2 separate regions of the Arachis hypogaea genome follow, and region 1 is linked to region 2. The links are chromatin contacts, called in public Hi-C maps. All regions are on one chromosome and are shown on one strand. The core of a region is the stretch at or near the end of the contact, and the rest is flanking DNA. Distances in the headings are between cores, read along the strand shown. Region 1 holds the start of LOC112751188 (aldehyde dehydrogenase family 2 member C4). Region 2 has its middle 15 kb from the start of LOC112749211.

What was found. A called contact is a pair of places that touch in the nucleus more often than the background predicts.
Region 1: a contact with region 2 is called in a Hi-C map of an unstated tissue, with 7 times the contacts expected there. The contact joins the promoter of LOC112751188 here to the enhancer-like site in region 2. A contact is called at or near these places in 3 of 8 Hi-C or Micro-C datasets (leaf and an unstated tissue).

Annotation. Positions count from the first base shown.
Region 1 is chr15:147,714,730-147,720,247 of arahy.Tifrunner.gnm2.J5K5, forward strand. LOC112751188 (aldehyde dehydrogenase family 2 member C4) reads left to right here and starts at 4,087. Exons shown (of 9, transcript XM_025800248.3): 1 at 4,087-4,321; 2 at 5,460-5,518. The coding sequence starts at 4,204.
Region 2 is chr15:147,658,550-147,663,459 of arahy.Tifrunner.gnm2.J5K5, forward strand. No RefSeq gene overlaps it. Among protein-coding and RNA genes, the nearest start is that of LOC112749211, 15 kb to the left of the region's middle. Within about 2 kb of position 2,577, at least 3 of the 3 cell types and tissues checked have open chromatin away from gene starts, as enhancers often do.

The DNA of each region.
Region 1 (5,518 bases), core at 2,837-5,336, 58 kb after region 2:
GTAGAATTATCCAAAACAGTGCCATGCATAGGGATAAATCGAACACTAGGCTCAAGGAAAGTTAACTCAATGCAACTATCTATAATTCCGACTCGAGCAAGAAGATCCGAAGCATACTTTGCTTGAGAGAGATAGATGCCGTCATCTGTGGATATGACTTCTAAACCAAGAAAATAATTGAGAGAATCAAGATCTTTCATCTCAAAAGTACGGTAAAGGGAGGCCTTAAAATCACAGGTACCATCAACATCATCTCTAGTAATGATCATGTCATCAACATACAAAAGTAGAAGAATAACTCCTTGTTCACTTTTACGAATGAAGAGAGCATTCTCATGAGGCTGCAAGTGAAACTGAGATTGCATATAGTGGTGCTGAACTTTTTAAACAATTTACGAGGAGCTTGCTTAAGACCATAAAGTACCTTGCGAAGGAGACAAACTTTGCTAGAGGGACAAGGATATCCCAGAAGTGGTTTCATATAGACCTTCTTTCTTAGGGTTAAGTACGATTTTGGTCCCTAACGTAGAGGTTAAAAATTTATTTCGTCTCTGGCCTTTTTTTCGCTACAAAATGGTCCCAAATGTTTCAGTTTGTTTAAAATCGTCCTTCGAACGAAAATACCCTTCCTTCTTCTTCTCCAAAATCAACCAAAAGCAGAGGCGCAGAGGCACAAGAAAATGTAGAAACAGAAGCAGGTAGAAGCAGAAAGCAGTGAAACAATAACAACAATGAAACAACAACAATTAGAAGAACAACACCAGCAACAACAATGGATAATAAAATCAGAGCAACAACAAAAGCAAAACCAGAAGCAGAAGTAAAAACAGAAACAGAAGCAAAAACAAAAGCAGAAATGACGAGAAGCATCGACGACGAGCGAGGAAGAGGAGCAGAGACGACGAGCGGCGCGCAAGTGGCGGCGGCGGCGCTGAACGCGGTCTCCCTCTCCCTTTCGATCTCTCTTTTCTCCCTTTCTCCTTTCTTACTCTCTGTTTCCCCTTTCGATCTCTTTCTTCTCCCTTACTCTCTATCTCCCCCCTCTTCATCCATGTGTGTGTGGTGGTTTTTCCTTCCGTTCTCTCTATCACAGGCGGCGGTGCAGCGGCGTTACCTTCCCTTCCCCCTTCTTCCCTCCCCTCCCCCCGATTCTCTTTCTCCCTTTTATCGTTCCCTTTCTTTCTTTTTTCTTTTTTATTTTATTTTATAATTTTTTAGTTAGGAATAATTTAATAATAAAAATAAAAAATTTGGTGAAAAGAACGATTTTAAAATAAACTGAAACCTTCACGACCATTTTTTAGCAAAAAAAAGATCGGGGACGAAATAAATTTTCGGCCTCTACGTTAGGGACCAAAATCGTACTTAACTCTCTTTTTTAAATCCCATTAAAAAACACATTCTTCACATCTATCTTATTGAGAGACTAGTTTTTGACCGCAACAATGGCATGAAGAGCTCGAACAGATGTGAGACGAGCAACAGAAGCAAAAGTTTTTTCATAATCAATACCATATTCTTACATACAATCTTAAGCAACCAATTGTATCTTATAACGATAAAATGAACCATCAAAATGAATCTTAATATAAATAATACTAATTGATCTAAATTAATTTTAATTATACTCCAACAATAAAAATATTCCAATCTAATAAAATATTAAATCAACATCACTTGTTAAAGTAAAAAAAAAATATATATTCACATTTGATTTTTAAAAAGGTAAAACATTTATTAAAAGTACTGAACAAATAGAAAACAATACCAATTCTCAAAATTCAATAATGCCACAAAAAATGTCTTAATCTATAACTCATTTATATTAAAAAGAAAAAACAATTATTTGTACTTATAAACTTTACAAACGTTAATAAAAGTACCAGTCAAAGAAAAAAATTAATATTGTACCCGTTAAAGATAGATTCCGTACGATAAAAATATCTAAACTTAAATTTTTGTTAACTTTTTAATAAAATTTTCAAATAACTTCCACTCTTTATCTTTAACATCAACTTTATTACCATCTCTTCTTCCCCAAATCTCAAATTTTTACATTTTTCTATTACTACCACCTTAACCACCTTCTCTATCTTTGCTACTCTACTACCACCACCACGACCGTCATCATCTTTTCACATCGGTGATGACGAAGGCGATGACAAGCCTCTAGAAAATCTGTCTATTCCCAAGCAATACTATCACCTCTGACGGCACCCACTCTAAGCCCTGCGGCGGCTCCAGCGCTGCCTTAAATCCACGTATAGATTGCCTTTACCTCAGTACGATAGCGAGTTCAGATCTACCGGATTCAAGCTCCAACAACACAACTGGAATCTGGATGGTGCTGCCTTATCAGAAACTAAGTGACTCGTCGGAACTGAAATCATTGTCTCCCCTATCCACCATAAGTTTTGGCCATGACAGTAATCATCATATTCATAACCTGTGGAATAAAAAGAAATTATGTGTGGATGAAATAATAAGCAAGAAAGCATGGAATAAATAAAAAAGAAGAGTACTTATGGATTGCTTGAAACTTGTTGTGAGAAGTTCAGTTATTGTAGATGTTGGTGTTATTAGCAGGTGGAACAACCCACCCTTTAAAGCCACCCACTTCGAACTAAAAAAAACCACAAACTCAGATGCAGAAGTTTGACTTCAAGAATACCATCTCATTCTAGTTTTTGTTTTCCTCCCAGTTCTGAAAGCACCAAATTCTGGCCACCACCGCATCAGAACTCAGTTTCTGAGCTGCAATTGCCGTCTACTTTCTGTTCTTCATCTTCTTCTTCTAAGATTATAGACGAGTTGAGAATAAAGGTGGTTAGGAGAGTGGTAATAAAAAGATATGAAAGTTTAAGATTTGGGAAAGAAGAGATGGTGATAAAGTTAATGTTAAAGATAACAGGTAAAAATAATTTAAAAATTTATTAAAAAGTCAACAAAAAATTAAAGTTTTAGTACTTTATCGTACGAAACCCATTTTTAATGGATACAACGTTAGTTTTTTTTAACCGATATTTTTGTTCGTGTTTATAAAATTTATGGGTACAATTTTTTTTTTAAAATTATATTAAACCAAAAATATGTAATCTTGTGAGTGTTTTCTGTCGAAAATAAATTGATACAATATATATCAATATAATTTTTTTTGACACAGTTATCTAATGATATGTATTACTACGAGATGGTAACAAAACATTGACTAATATGAATTACAGGCTAATTAATCGATTCTACCTAAATTAAACATTATATCATATAGGAATCCTTTTATATGGAAAAGAAATTATGGCTTGGATATAGTTTTGACTAATAGATTTTTGTACTATACATTAATATGACAATCGATTCTCTTTATTTTTTTTCTTAATTGATATTATAAAATGAGATTTTTTTTTTATTATATACTCTTTAAGTGAGATAAAAAAATATCTAAAAAAATATTATATAATAAAATATCATATTTGGTAACATAATTTGAAATAATGTTGAAAATATCCATTTTCCTTTAATTATAAGTGTTACTTGTGATAACAATCATGCAACTATGATTTAATTTGATCGAAAATATTTAATAATAAAAAAATCAGACAAAAATAATTAGAATTTGTCTTATTTAATATTTATTAATCCTAATAATAATTAATATATAAATGTTAAATAAGATAAATTTAAACAAAATTTTTTTATTTTTCTAGTATTATCATAATCTAATCAACAAAACACTTTTATTTATATGTTAATATCACTGAATAGTGTGCCAGAGTTAACATATTTTTCAGGTGATAATAATTTTATTTTATGAATTAGTTTATATTTTATTTATAGAAAAAATCTAAAATGTATTGGCTTGATGAATATTATAAAAATATTTTATCAATAATATATAGAACTTTAATTAAAATCAAATTTATTAATTATTATTTGTTATTAGTCATTTAATTTGTTGAACTTTCAAGATATGGAATTTTACAAGTGACAAAAAAGGTCAAAATGAAATCATTTTTATAAATGAAGGGAAATTACAAAATTGTCCTAGACTCCTAGTTATAACTTTATTTGTTTATATCTAGTTAATTAGAATGCTTGTGTCACATATACAAGAAATAAGTGACCAGCATGTAGTGTATAAATATATATTCCCTCTCCACACCGAAGCCAAGCATACTCCCTCATACTTGGCTTGATTCGAGAGAGATGGCAAATCTCAGCAATGGCAATGATGATAGCAATAATAATGGTTCTTTTCTCAAGATTCCAAAGATAAAGTTTACAAAGCTCTTCATCAATGGAGAATTCGTGGATTCAGTTTCAGGTTCTAATTAATTAATTATTCTTCTTCTCTCTTCATTTTCTTAATTACCTCTATTCTTTCCCCTAATAATTCATATATATTGGTCTCTATGTATCGTTTTAATTTCCAGTTAGTACAGAACCCAATTGTAATTTAATAAGAATTGCGTACCTGGCATAGAAAAATATCCTTAATTAGCTTGGTTTGAGAAATGGGATAGTTTCATTCTTCAGTTGAGGACATCGATCATCATGGAAGAGTTGAACTGAACTTGATGATCATATTGATGGAAGGAGTGGTTGGTTGGCTTAATAATAACATTATATTAGTTTTAATATTATTTTATTGCTAAGATATTTTAAACTAGTTTCTTAGTGGTAAGAGATTTAAACTCTGACGAACGTGCATCCCCAAGTCTCATTTTACAATTTCATTTTATTTGCTAATATTTATAAAAAAATAATAATATATATTCCATTAATTTACAAATATATAATTAACACATTTATTTTATGATGATATATACCAACAATAATCACCGAGTTCATTTGGCTGGCCAGAGGTGTGCACATGTAATAGGATACCAGTGATGTCAACTCAAAATATTAAAAAAATAAAAAAGATAAAAGTTTATGAAAAGGTTCAATGAAGGTGAATTATCAAGGTTGTATTTTAGCAACATTGCACATAGCACATAGTATAGATTCGAATCAGCAGGAGAATATATAAGAGAAATAGCAGCTTAATTTGACCTCATTTTGCTGTTTAATTAATAATTAGTGAAGGCGTATGATTATACTTTCTCAATTTTCAAATAAATAAATGTCTATTTTTAAATTTATATTCTGATTAAAAACATTTAAATATATTAAAATTAAAATTAAAAAATATTCTTGATAGCAATAATTACTCTCTTTAATTCTCTTTTATCTATTTATTTAGGGGTATGGCTAAAAAAATAGTAATAATATTAATGTGTTAGGTTAGGTGGACAATTGTTTAATTTTTTTCTTTTAAATAAACACTTATTTGAGAACAAAGAGAGTATGTATCTATGTGGCATGATTTTTTTTTTTTTTTAGGTTTTCGTTTTTTTAAATTAAAAAAAATGTTAAAACAGTTGAATTAACTTGATAATAACCTTTTTTCTATTAAAAAGGAAAAAGGTTTGAGACAGTAGATCCAAGAACAGAAGAAGTGATTACAGAAATAGCAGAG
Region 2 (4,910 bases), core at 1,327-3,826:
GGCTAATTATTGATCTGTCAAATAATATGAATAACTGAAATTAAAGTAAAAAGTGTAATGTACATACAAAAATTAATTATCAAATAAATCTATTATCTTACAATTTTTTAATAAATATTTATTTTATATTTTATTATGTATTCTACTATTTGAATGACTAATTTGATAATTAATTTTTAATATACACATAATATAATTGTATTAACAATAAAGAAGGTGAATTATTGAAAATGAAATATATATTTTTGAAGGCCGCTGACTATATATTATATATGCCATTTATCTTAACAAAAATGTCAAAAATAATTTTTTGTAAAAATATTTTTTTAACCACATTTTAAAAGCGTGAATTATTAAAAAAAAATAATTCAAAGAGAATAACTATTACTTTTAGATAAAGGTGACGCTTTTATAATAAAAACTTTATAAACTACTATTCAATTATGAAAAGAAATCATTTTCATTGAAGATAATTATAGAACCTTCACTAGAATATGCACCATTACATAGACATCTGCGTGCCACACATACTTTCTCAGCCGCCACACAAAAACAACACCATGTGACCATGTCTAGTATTTTGGTTTTTGGAGAAGGGTAACTATTTTGGCACTATAAAATTTTGGTTTTGACAAAATGACTTTAAATTAAAGAAATGAATATGTGATCTTTGAAACATTTTTTTTTTTGACAAAATTCATGAGTCATTATTTGTAGATCACCAACTAAAATTCCTATTGGACCTCAAATAAGCAAATTCTAATCTCTAATACAACATTTAAACTCCCGAATTTGCATGGTTATGAAAATTAAAATAAATTGGCCGGTTCGACTAAGTTAACTAAAAATCGGTTTTTCAACTAATTAGATTCATATAAAAAATTGTATAGCAAAAACCAATAAAAAAATTACTCGAATCGACAGTTAATCGGTGAATCGTATAAATTGGTCCAATTTTTTTAGGAGTTCTAATTTTTTTAGATTGCTATTACAGACTCGACTTAAAGTTGGGGAGAGAGAATTTAATTTGTGAGTTATTCCCTTCTCTAGTAATGCCATCAAAGATAAACACAAATTAAACAAAACGCACGTCACATTAAAATGATCTACAAAATTAACGACCAAAACATAAACAGACCTTTAAACAAATAAATAATAAGTAAAATTACATGACAAAAACATGAATAAGTATCTTTATGTCTCTTGTTGAGCATTTTAAATATTGTGTTTGTCATGTTTTGATTTTTTTCCAAATGATTTCATTATGCTAACCACTTATATCATTATAATTTCACAATTTTACCTCATTTATTCCACCTTCATTACCATGCACTTATATTTATGTGATCCACTTTACCTAATAGTTATTGTTTGTCATAGCCACACTCCTATTCTTTTCTTGCCTTAAAATCACGAGTATTTCTATACTTGACTCCAATATTTTGTACTAAATGCTTTATTCTATGAGGTTTATTTTTTAGATTCCATTGCTTCTAAGACGTACTTTTCTTTTTATTTAGCCACTTTACTATATTCTTGTTGTCAATAAAAATCACAAAATAGAATCTCTCTTTTTTGACAACTCAATATCCCTAAATTTGTATGAATTAGTTATTATTATTATTATTATTATTATTATTATTATTATTATTATTATTAAGAAAAAAAAATCAGTTGCATGTCATCTGATGTTGCTAATAGTCATCCGGCAAATTTTTTAAAGCAACTAAGGTATATTCAAAATCTGAGTAAAATGTAATTTGTGTTGTTTTTAGTTGTATATAATTTGAAATACTTAATGGTGATTATGATCTGTTATGAATAGTATCTTTTATTTTATTATGTTAAAACTTATTATGTATTTATTATTTATGTACATTTTGATTTTCTTTAATTATAAATTTTAATATTTTAAATTTATTTATGATTTTTTAATGATAAATTATAAATAAATTATTAAGTAAAATTATAAAATTTTAAATTTTATTAGTCTTAAAATTATTAAATTTAAATATTTAAAATTATATAATAAATTTTTAATTATTTTATTTTATATTTAATTAAATCCGTCAACTACGCTTTAACTCTGTTTCAACTATTGAACCAATCACTTTTTCGTTCAACCTTGCAAATTTGTGCATCCTTAAGTCTCAACCTTACACCAAACGCTCACAATTTTGTATATTCGTGATATAAAAATATTGGGTTATGATGAGAAAGAGTTGGTGAATTTTGTCATAAGATTTTCATTTTTCTGTGGCCATGGATTTTTTTTTTCCTTCGAAGAGCCATTTTGTCAAATTTGAATTTTTTTTTATAGCTGAAATTGCCATCTGCTCTTATATGCTTTTTTTTTTATTATTTTGTGACTTACGTTATATGCATTTGTTACCCTTCTGCTAATTTTTAACTTTTTATTCGATAACTCATTTAGCAAGTTGAGTTTCTGGTCTACATGAGTATGATAATTTTTGTCAGTGATTCTTTTGGTCGGACTTTCTTTCTTGGACAGATGGTCGGATGTTTTTAGATCTGAAATAAGTTTATAACTGGGCAGACTGCTGGGCCTGTTAAGCAACAAGGCCCAAAATGGATGGGTCGGCCTAAATTTATATTGGGCCACAGTTTCCCATTTTTTTGTATAGTATTGTAATTTTAAACGTTTGAAATATATTTATCTAGAAAAATAAATGACTATAAGATAAATTCTAAGCCCAACAAAAAAACCAATAGAAAACAAAGAAAATATTGGTATATGATTGAAGAAAATATATTCTATTAGTGTGGAGAATTTGTTACGGAAATATTTAGATGCTGCTTATATAGACTAATTTGAAGACGCAGCAACATATAATTTTGTATTAGAATGGATCTTTTGTTTCACTCAGAAATCACATTAACTCCTATCTATTTGGTAAAATTTCATTTTATTTGATATCTGATAGAATATGAGAGTTTGTGTGTGAAGTTTCAAAGAAAGGAATAAAATAGAGAGAATAGCTGGTGTATGAGTGAATTAAGAGAAATGTGGACTTGATTATTGATCATCCTATTGTGTATATAAGCGGCTATATATAAAATGCAGATCTTAACCAAAATGATTAGTTTTGTCATGTAAAATTGGATTTGCAGCTAGTAAGACTACACTTATATCGTCATTTAAGTCTGACCCCAATCAAAATCTGAAGATGCAAAAATGGTGCTTGGATCAAGGGTGGCTGCATGGAAAAGAATGTTGTTTAGCTAATTTATGAGAGATTGGATAGCATTGAGATCATTGACAGTTATCAATGTATTATCAACATACAAAAGAATGTACAGTTTTAAATTACCATCATTTTCAATAAACAACAAATGATCTGACCTCCTTCTCTATGTTTTTTATGCGAATATTACATGCATTAATTCATTTATAATATTTAATTCCTCGTATTTGTATCTTTTTTTAAAAAAATATTTTACAATATTTTTTTATAATATTTAGATAGAAAAAATACTACACGTATAAATTTTTTTATGAATTAAGTCTATCTAAGTTAGATAATAAAATTTAGGAGGTGAATGAATAAGTAAAAATGATAAAAATAATTTTTGTTGATGTTAAACTAACTTGATTGACAAAAAAATTTGTACCTGTAACATTACTCATTTAGGTTGTATTGTAGTTTGATTCCAAATTTATTTTTAATAACAATGTAACTTTTTTAAAAAGAATAAATACTGATTAAAATTTATCTATTTTCGTATGAAAATAACCGTCAAATATTTTGTGTTTTGTTTGTCTTTTTTATTGAGATCAATATTTTGAAATTGAAAGAATTGATTCATCTATCTATCTTATGAATAATGGTTAATTCTCTCACCGGTGAGTGGTGTTGCAGTCGTCAATGAAAAAGGAGAGTTGACAACAAGTTGACAATACTGATGCAGAGAATAGAAAGCTCTGTGATCTTACTATCGGTGGTGTTATATAGAGATAGAAGTAACTTCTTTAAAAAAAGTAGAAATTTGTTTTATATATATTTGAAAAAAAATTATTGACAACACTGATGCAGAAAACGAAGAGCTCTGAGATCATACTGTCAGTGATGTTATAGAAGTAATTTCTTTAAAAAAGAAGAAAATTATTTTATATATATTTAAAAAAAGATAAAATTATTTATTTATGTTAAATCTGCTTTTGTTTTGACTGGAGGTTGAAGTTGGACTAGGTTGGGTTGGCAGAGAAGCTAACAGTGGTATAGCTGATTTGCAGTGAGAATGACGGCATCTCTTCCAGCAGCTTTGAATTATCTTCAACGGGCGTATATAAGGTATCTATTTTTATTTGCTAGGATTTTTGCTGCTTTATAATTGCAAAATCATATTTATGTTTTGTCCATGTAATATTAGATGATTTTATGTTTTTTTTTTTAATTGTATCATATTGCAATTACAAATTTTAGAATATGGAAAGGAAAGATAGTTAAAGAGAACAGTTTACTCTTAATTATTTATTTAAATTTGCTAATTTTATTATTCATTTGTATAGATTGCTGATGAAATTGAGTTTTTTTTATTTGTTAGTTAAGTTGAATTAGATAATTAGTAATGTTCTAACTTCTGTTCTTCTAACTTTATTTACAAAATGTAATTTAAAATTTGAATTTATTAACAAACTTACATTGGTTTCTTTTTATCTGGTCAAATTAGACTTCAACTATAAATCTGATAATTTATTCTTTGTTCAAATGTGTTTGTAGTTTATATGATTTAATGAAGTTATTGCTCACTTTCTCTTATGTGGATAGATGAGCAATTTTTTTGCAGCCTAAATACAATAAAAAATTAAAATATTCTTGTTTTTGGGCTATTGTCTACTCTATTATTTGTTTCAAGCTTTGTTCATTCAATAGAATGACCTTTGAATA